Regions from separate parts of the Astyanax mexicanus genome. Here region 2 is linked to region 1. A link is a contact called in public Hi-C data. All regions are on one chromosome and are shown on one strand. The core of a region is the stretch at or near the end of the contact, and the rest is flanking DNA. Distances in the headings are between cores, read along the strand shown.

What was found. A called contact is a pair of places that touch in the nucleus more often than the background predicts.
Region 2: a contact with region 1 is called in a Hi-C map of muscle, with 9 times the contacts expected there. The contact joins the promoter of ssbp4 here to the enhancer-like site in region 1. A contact is called at or near these places in 2 of 3 Hi-C or Micro-C datasets (both in muscle).

The regions. Positions count from the first base shown.
Region 1 is chr16:22,623,851-22,627,208 of AstMex3_surface, reverse strand. The region is part of intron 5 of ssbp4 (single stranded DNA binding protein 4); the gene reads left to right. Among protein-coding and RNA genes, the nearest start is that of fkbp8, 20 kb to the right of the region's middle. Within about 2 kb of position 1,863, the one cell type or tissue checked has an H3K27ac peak away from gene starts, as active enhancers do.
Region 2 is chr16:22,701,152-22,704,509 of AstMex3_surface, reverse strand. ssbp4 (single stranded DNA binding protein 4) reads left to right here and starts at 1,667. Exons shown (of 18, transcript XM_015601289.3): 1 at 1,667-1,836. The coding sequence starts at 1,781.

The DNA of each region.
Region 1 (3,358 bases), core at 614-3,113:
TTGATTGCTATTGAATAATCATTGTTAGTTCAAGAAACCAACCCCTGTAATAGACATTTGTAGAACTTTTATTAAAGCAGCATTATGTTGATGCTCTGAAAGTAATAGGGAGAACAGCATCTCAGCATATCCATGCAACTCTGGAATTGACAAACTTCTAACTTTACTATCTAACTTTGGGGAAGCAGGCAGGCCAACACTAACGAGAACACAAGATGTTTGTGTAAAATTCTTTCATTTTATATCACGTCCTTAGAGCACATGCTTCTTTCATTTCAGACGCATGTTCTCTATTTCTCAGCTTGTTCAAAAGTGTTACCTTTAGGATTGGCTACGATTGTGAATGACACTTCACAACTGTAGGGGGACCCCTACAGAAATGCCAATTCTCACATAATCCTTCTTTTAGAATAAAGAATTGTCAAGAAAGAAATGCTCAGACAATCCAAGCGCAAACATAATGTCTCGTAAAATGGTGTAACACCAAAGAGCCACCATTGGTTACATATAGAACCATGTTTGTAGTAGTAATGTTAATGAGATTGATGTTGTTTTCACTTAAAAACTCCAGAAAATGTCTGGAGAATCAGGTCTGAACACAAGTAGCGTACAACTAGAGATTTTTCATGATTTTCCAGAAGCATGAGTCCACTCCACTATTTAAAAATGAGTTTACTTAGACTTTACTGAGTATCTGTATTACTAGGCTGGCAGGATAAAGTCTATGTTCAGTAATGTTCAGGTAATGACATGGACATTTCATTCACACAAACCGCTCCTCAAGGTAATGTCTGCAAAAGTTCTGCATTATTGTGCATGGCGTGAAAGAGGCTTGAGAGTCTATTTCAATTACTAAAGATCCTTTACAACAACTGAAGGTTCTTTAGACCTTTATACGGATTCCTAAACACTCACACACACTGTCTCAAACTTATACCTCTATTATGTATTTATGAAACCAAAAATGGTCCTTCTATGGCATCACTGAACCATTTGAAGCATAGTTGTTTCTTTAGCGTGTTATACCAATGCTTCAGTACCATAGAGTTTGATGGTATTTCCTGATTGGTCAATGAATTGACGGTCTCGTTTGAAGACCTAAAAGGTTAAAAGGATCGTAAAGGTTAGACCTCTGGAAGCACAGCTGGCTTCTGAACTCAGCAGGCCTCAGTGGCTGACTTGTTTTGTTTTCTGGCGATTAGTGACTATAAGGTATGATCACATTCTGATCTTTGCAACATCATGGAATTATAGCATCATTATAGCATCCTCCAAAGTGTTGAAACACACCTTGGTTTCACACAGACTTTGGCTTCACACTTTACATGCTTCTTTTAAAGCCAGTTCGGCCACACGTCATATTGTTTGTCCAAGAAGTGGCAGCAGGTCTGTCTCAGCATACACACAGAGGCAACAATGAAATATGCATTGTGCTGTTGTGCTGTGCTTTGTTGTGTTGGTGGCTTTGTGTCCACAGCTGCCTGTCTGCAGTTCTGCACTGCCTCCTAGTGGTTTCAGAGCTTCGTTGCACTTTTACAGGCGTGCTTGGCCCCTGCGATTGCTACTGTCCTTTACTGCGCTGTCCCAGTAGGAATAGTGTGTGCTGTTCTTTCATAAGGCAGGAGGGGCTTCTGTGGATGGGCTGGTGGTTCTGTGCCAAGCCGTTATCTCCTTAGCTGGGTAGAAAATGATTTTATTAATTGCTTCATTTAGCACACACACCCCCCCCCCCCTACACACACTTCCCCTACACACTCAGCTACGCATGCAGAGACACACACGCACACACACGGACAAACCCACTCATGTTGTTCCTCTCTACAGGGCCACATAGCAGGAGCAGGCACCACCATAAAGGCCATATGCCTCGCCCATTCACTCATAATGGGCCTGGGTTGGAGGGAGGAGGTGGAGGAGGCGCAGTGCTGGTGGCAGAGCAGTGTGGAGGAGGAGAGCGGGGCAGGGGCTGCAGCAGCTGCTTCACCCAGCAGGAGTGACTTGTGGCGGGGGAAGAACATAACACTCGCCCCTCATAAACTGCAGCATTATTAGGAGCCAGGGGTGTAAATCTGTGACCTCACAACGAGTCGATTTGATAATGGCTCCTTATAGTCCAAGCACTTAAGGGTCCTTTGACAGTAGTGGAGCAGTTTTTGGTGTGGTATAGAATGCATACAATCTGTGTCCGCCCATGGGCCATAACATTACAAACACAGACAGATGAAGAGATTAACCTTGAGGATCTGGTTACAGTGGTGCCTGCAACAGAGTGGAATATGCATACAGTGTGAACAGACAGTTCTTTATCGTTATTGATGTGCTGGAATATGCAGGATAATGAACAAGTCTTTTAGGTCAGTTGGGCATCTCCAAAACATCATTGGTCCTGGTGTTTAGCGGTCAGTACCTAACAAAGGTGCTCCTAGGATGGACAATTTTTGAACCAGTGACTAGTACAGGTTCTGAATGCTCACTGGTGCTCATTCAATTATGAATACCTCACCTCCCAACTAACTGGACTTTCTATTAAAGGATCTTGTGCTAATGTCTTGGTGCCAGATCCCACAGGACACCTTGAAAGGTCTTGTGTAAGTCCATGTCTCAAACAGTCAGAGCTGTTCAGATATTACAAAGAAGGACTTACACATTTTTATGTCTGACTGGCTTGGTATTATTTGTATTATATGTTGTACGGCTCTAGAAAAAAATAAGAGCTCACTTAAAAATGATTAGTTTCTTAGATTTTACCAAATTAAAATCCTCTAGAAAATATTCAAGAGGAAGATGGATGATCACAAGCCTTCAAACCAAGCTGAACTGCTTGAAAGTTATCCAAAAGCAGTGTGTATGACTGATGGAGGAGAACATGCCAAGGTGCATGAAAACTGTGATTAAAAATCGGGGTTATTCCACTTAATATTGATTTCTGAACTCTTAAAACTTTATGAATTTGAACTTGTCTTCTTTGCATTATTTGAAGTCTGAAAGCTTTCCGTCTTTTTTGTTGTTTTGGCCATTTCTCATTTTCTGCAAATAAATGCTGTAAATTACAATATTTTTATGTGGAATTTGGGAGAAATATTGTCCGTAGTTTATAGAATAAAACAACAATGTTCATTTTACTCAAACATCTACCTATAAATAGCAAAACCAGAGAAACGGATTCAGAAAAATGGTCTCTTAAGTGGTCTCTTAATTTTTTCGAGAGTTCTATGTATTAAATATAAGATGTGGATTTTTTTTTACACCAAATCCACATCTAAACTGAGCATTTTGAAATTTGTTGTGAAGTGTAGAAGGAGTGGAATGTGTCTTTAAAAGTGGGTTGTTTCATCCCACACCATCCTAACAGTACATT
Region 2 (3,358 bases), core at 418-2,917, 77 kb before region 1:
CAAAGCTGCAACACACTGTTTGCATGGTTTTGTGTTCCATACCTGGCAAACTAGGGTGTGGAAATAGGAACTGGCAGTGGACAGAATCACAGACTAAACAACAAACAGATTTTAACTCTTTATATGATAATTCTAAAGAAAACATACTGGCTGAAGCACTAGGGTAAAAAAATGCCAGTGGCTAACTTTAGCTAAACCATGTTTTTTAGTACCTGGTGACACATCCTGATCACTTTGAGTTGAATACATTTACTAGAATGGTTGTTCACAAACATTTGGACATAGAGTACAGCCATCCATGTATAATTGGAAGCCATTTACGATTTGACCATTTATTATTCGGTCTCTCATCTTGTCACACAGACAGAATGTATGTGGGCGTAAATGTCAGCTACCTAAACTTTTTAAACTCTAAGGAAAGCGGAAGGAGTTTCCCTTTTAAAAGCAGTGCGTAGGCTGCACATGTAAACAGAAACACGGCCACGGAAAGGGATATTTTTAGAGGTGGCAGATGTCTGCTTTTATATGTGCATAGTCCTACAAATTGCCATATAAGCTAGCACTTGCATTACCATTACTTTGTCATCGAGCCACTGCACGGTTTTATTCATTTGCACATCTGTATATAGAAGGTCAAAAATTCACTTTTTTGAGAGACTGTAGGCCAGGGGAAGGTTTTTTTTTTTTTTACGAAAATACACCATCATGAGCTATAGTGCTCAAAGTATTATTTGTAGCTAAGTGGCGTTGACCAGCAAACAGATCTGTCTTACAATTTCATGATTCTGACTCTGTACTTTAAAACGAAGGCCTAAAGAGTCGGCCATCAAAGTTGCAAAATCACACAACGAAGACCTGAGGCAATGTGGTTGGTGTGTGTATATATATATATATAGCTCTGAAAAAAATAAGAGACCACTTCACTTTCTGAATCAGTTTCTTTGACTTTGGGTAAAATGAGCATTGTTGTTTTATTCTATAAACTACGGACAACATTTCTCCCAAATTCCGAATAAAAATATTGTCATTTAGAGAAATGGCTAAAATAATAAAAAAGATGCAGGGCTTTCAGACGTCAAATAATGTAAAGAAAACAAGTTTATATTAGTAAAGGTTTTAAAAGTTCAGAAATCAATGTTTTGTGGAATAACCCTGATTTTTAATCACAGTATTCATGCATCTTGGCATGTTCTCCTCCACCAGTCTTACACACTGCTTTTGGATAACTTTATGCCACTCTTGGTGCAAAAATTCAAGCAGTTCAGCTTGGTTTGATGGCTTGTGATCATGCATTTTTCTCTTGATTATATTCCAGAGGTTTTCAATTTGGTTAAATTAAAGAAGCTCATAATTTTAAGTGGTCTGTATATATATGTATAAATATATATTTTTTCTCTGATCAGTTCCCCACTATTGCCTCAGTCTTGTAAACAAGGAGTGTGCGTTCCCCTTTAAGAGGCCCCCACCGTCTCCAGTGCGGGGGGAGGGAGAGCGCATTCCTGGAACAGCGGTAGAGGGAGAGAAAAAAAATCTTCCAGCGGCCTGTTTCAAGTCCCCCCAATAGAAACTGTGCCTGATTTGTGGCCAATGTTGGAGATGTGAAAAAAGAAGGGAGGGAGGGGGGATGGAGGGACGGAGGGAGGGAGGGAAGAAGAGGAGGAGGAGGAGGAGGGGGGAGGAAAAACACTAAAGGGGTAGCTATGGAGATATAACGTTTTCCTGGCTGCTTTCTTTCTTTGACAGGTGTTGAGTGGGTAAAAGTCTTAAAACAGAATCCAGCATGTACGCCAAAGGTAAAGGAGCTGTCGTCCCTTCTGATAGTCAAGCGAGAGAAAAGTAAGTGGATTTTGCGCGCTGTTTGAAGACTTTAATGGTGCGGGAGCTCCAACTTTCCAACTCCTGCTCTTCTTTACTATTGTTTGAGGGGGCTCGGTACAGTAACACGCTTCTTTCTGCGCGCCGGGGGAGGCTCTCTCTCTGCCCCCGGCTCGGCTCTTTAACTTTTTCGCACCTGGCGATCAGCTGTTATTGTTGTTGTTTTGGCGTTTTCGTTTCCTGCAGTTGGTTACGGTGTTGTAACTACTTTATTAGAGATAGAGAAGACTTCGTGCACACTGTCCGGTGACTTGTAGCTAGATATCTTTCTTCCAAGGCTGAACTTACAGGCGTGTTGTAGCTTAAAGCTGTTTTCGGTGTGTTTTGGTCCGGAGCTGTAAAGTTAGTTAGTTAACTAGCTAAGCTAATAGTTAGCTAGTTAGTTCGTTGCTTAGTTACCGTAGTTAGCTAGTTAGCGGTTAGCTAAACTAGCTCAGCTAGTTAACTAACAAAGTGTGCTGTTGTTGCTGTTTCTGTGTTGGAAGACTGGAAGACCCAGCTATAGTTTCATCGTATTCGTCGGGCTTTAAAACGTGGTTCAAAGTTCAGTGGATGTTTTTACAGTGTTTAACTGTGTTTAACAGTGTTTTAGCTACTGCTACAGTGTTTTACAGTGAGCTCACCTCCCAGCAGTGCCTTTATCTTATTGATAAAGTGTTGTGATGATATCGCTGTTGTTATCAGTAGTATAACGCTAGGTTAGCTGTAACTAGTTTATTAGTTGGGGTTGTTAGTTAGCTAGCTTCTCGTCTCTTTTTCTTAGGACAGAAGTGACCATATTAGCTATTGCCTAAATTCCTGTATTTATGTTACGTTATATATTCGTATAATGTTCACTGAGGGATAATAGTAGGGATAGTAATATGGTCACATCTGTCCAAAAGTGACGAGAAGCTTAACGCTGGCTAAACGCTAAATATACTAGCTACTGACAACAGCAGCGATAACCAGCTTTAGCTGTGGTGAACTCACTGTAAAATACTGTTAAACACTGCTAAATGCTGTTAAACGATGTTAAAACAAACCAAGACACTGCTAAACACTGGTAAATGTTGTTAAACAATGCAAAACAATGTGGAAAAATACAAAACACCGTGGAGGACTATACAACACCGTAAACCCCTGTTAAATACTGCAAAGCACTGTTAAACACTGTTAAATACTGTAAAACACGTTCCGAACTTTGAACCACGTCCCGAACCGACTCTCCAGGCTAATGTTGGCGGATGCTAGTGAAGTGGTAGCCGGCTCGTTGTGCTGAAGACGTGCCCGTGTTGTGGACTCCCTAACCGATATGCAGCTCATGTTAATCACCGCTTTGGTTTTCTGTTAGCTCTGTTCTCTACCTTTTCTTTCTCTTTTCTGTCAAGTCTGCCTCAGCTTTAATTTGTCTGAGTAACGTTAAATGCGAGCGTTTTGCTCATTCCTGTGAAGACCTAGCGAGCTGACTTACACGCGTGGCTGTAAAGAAACACGAGACAGA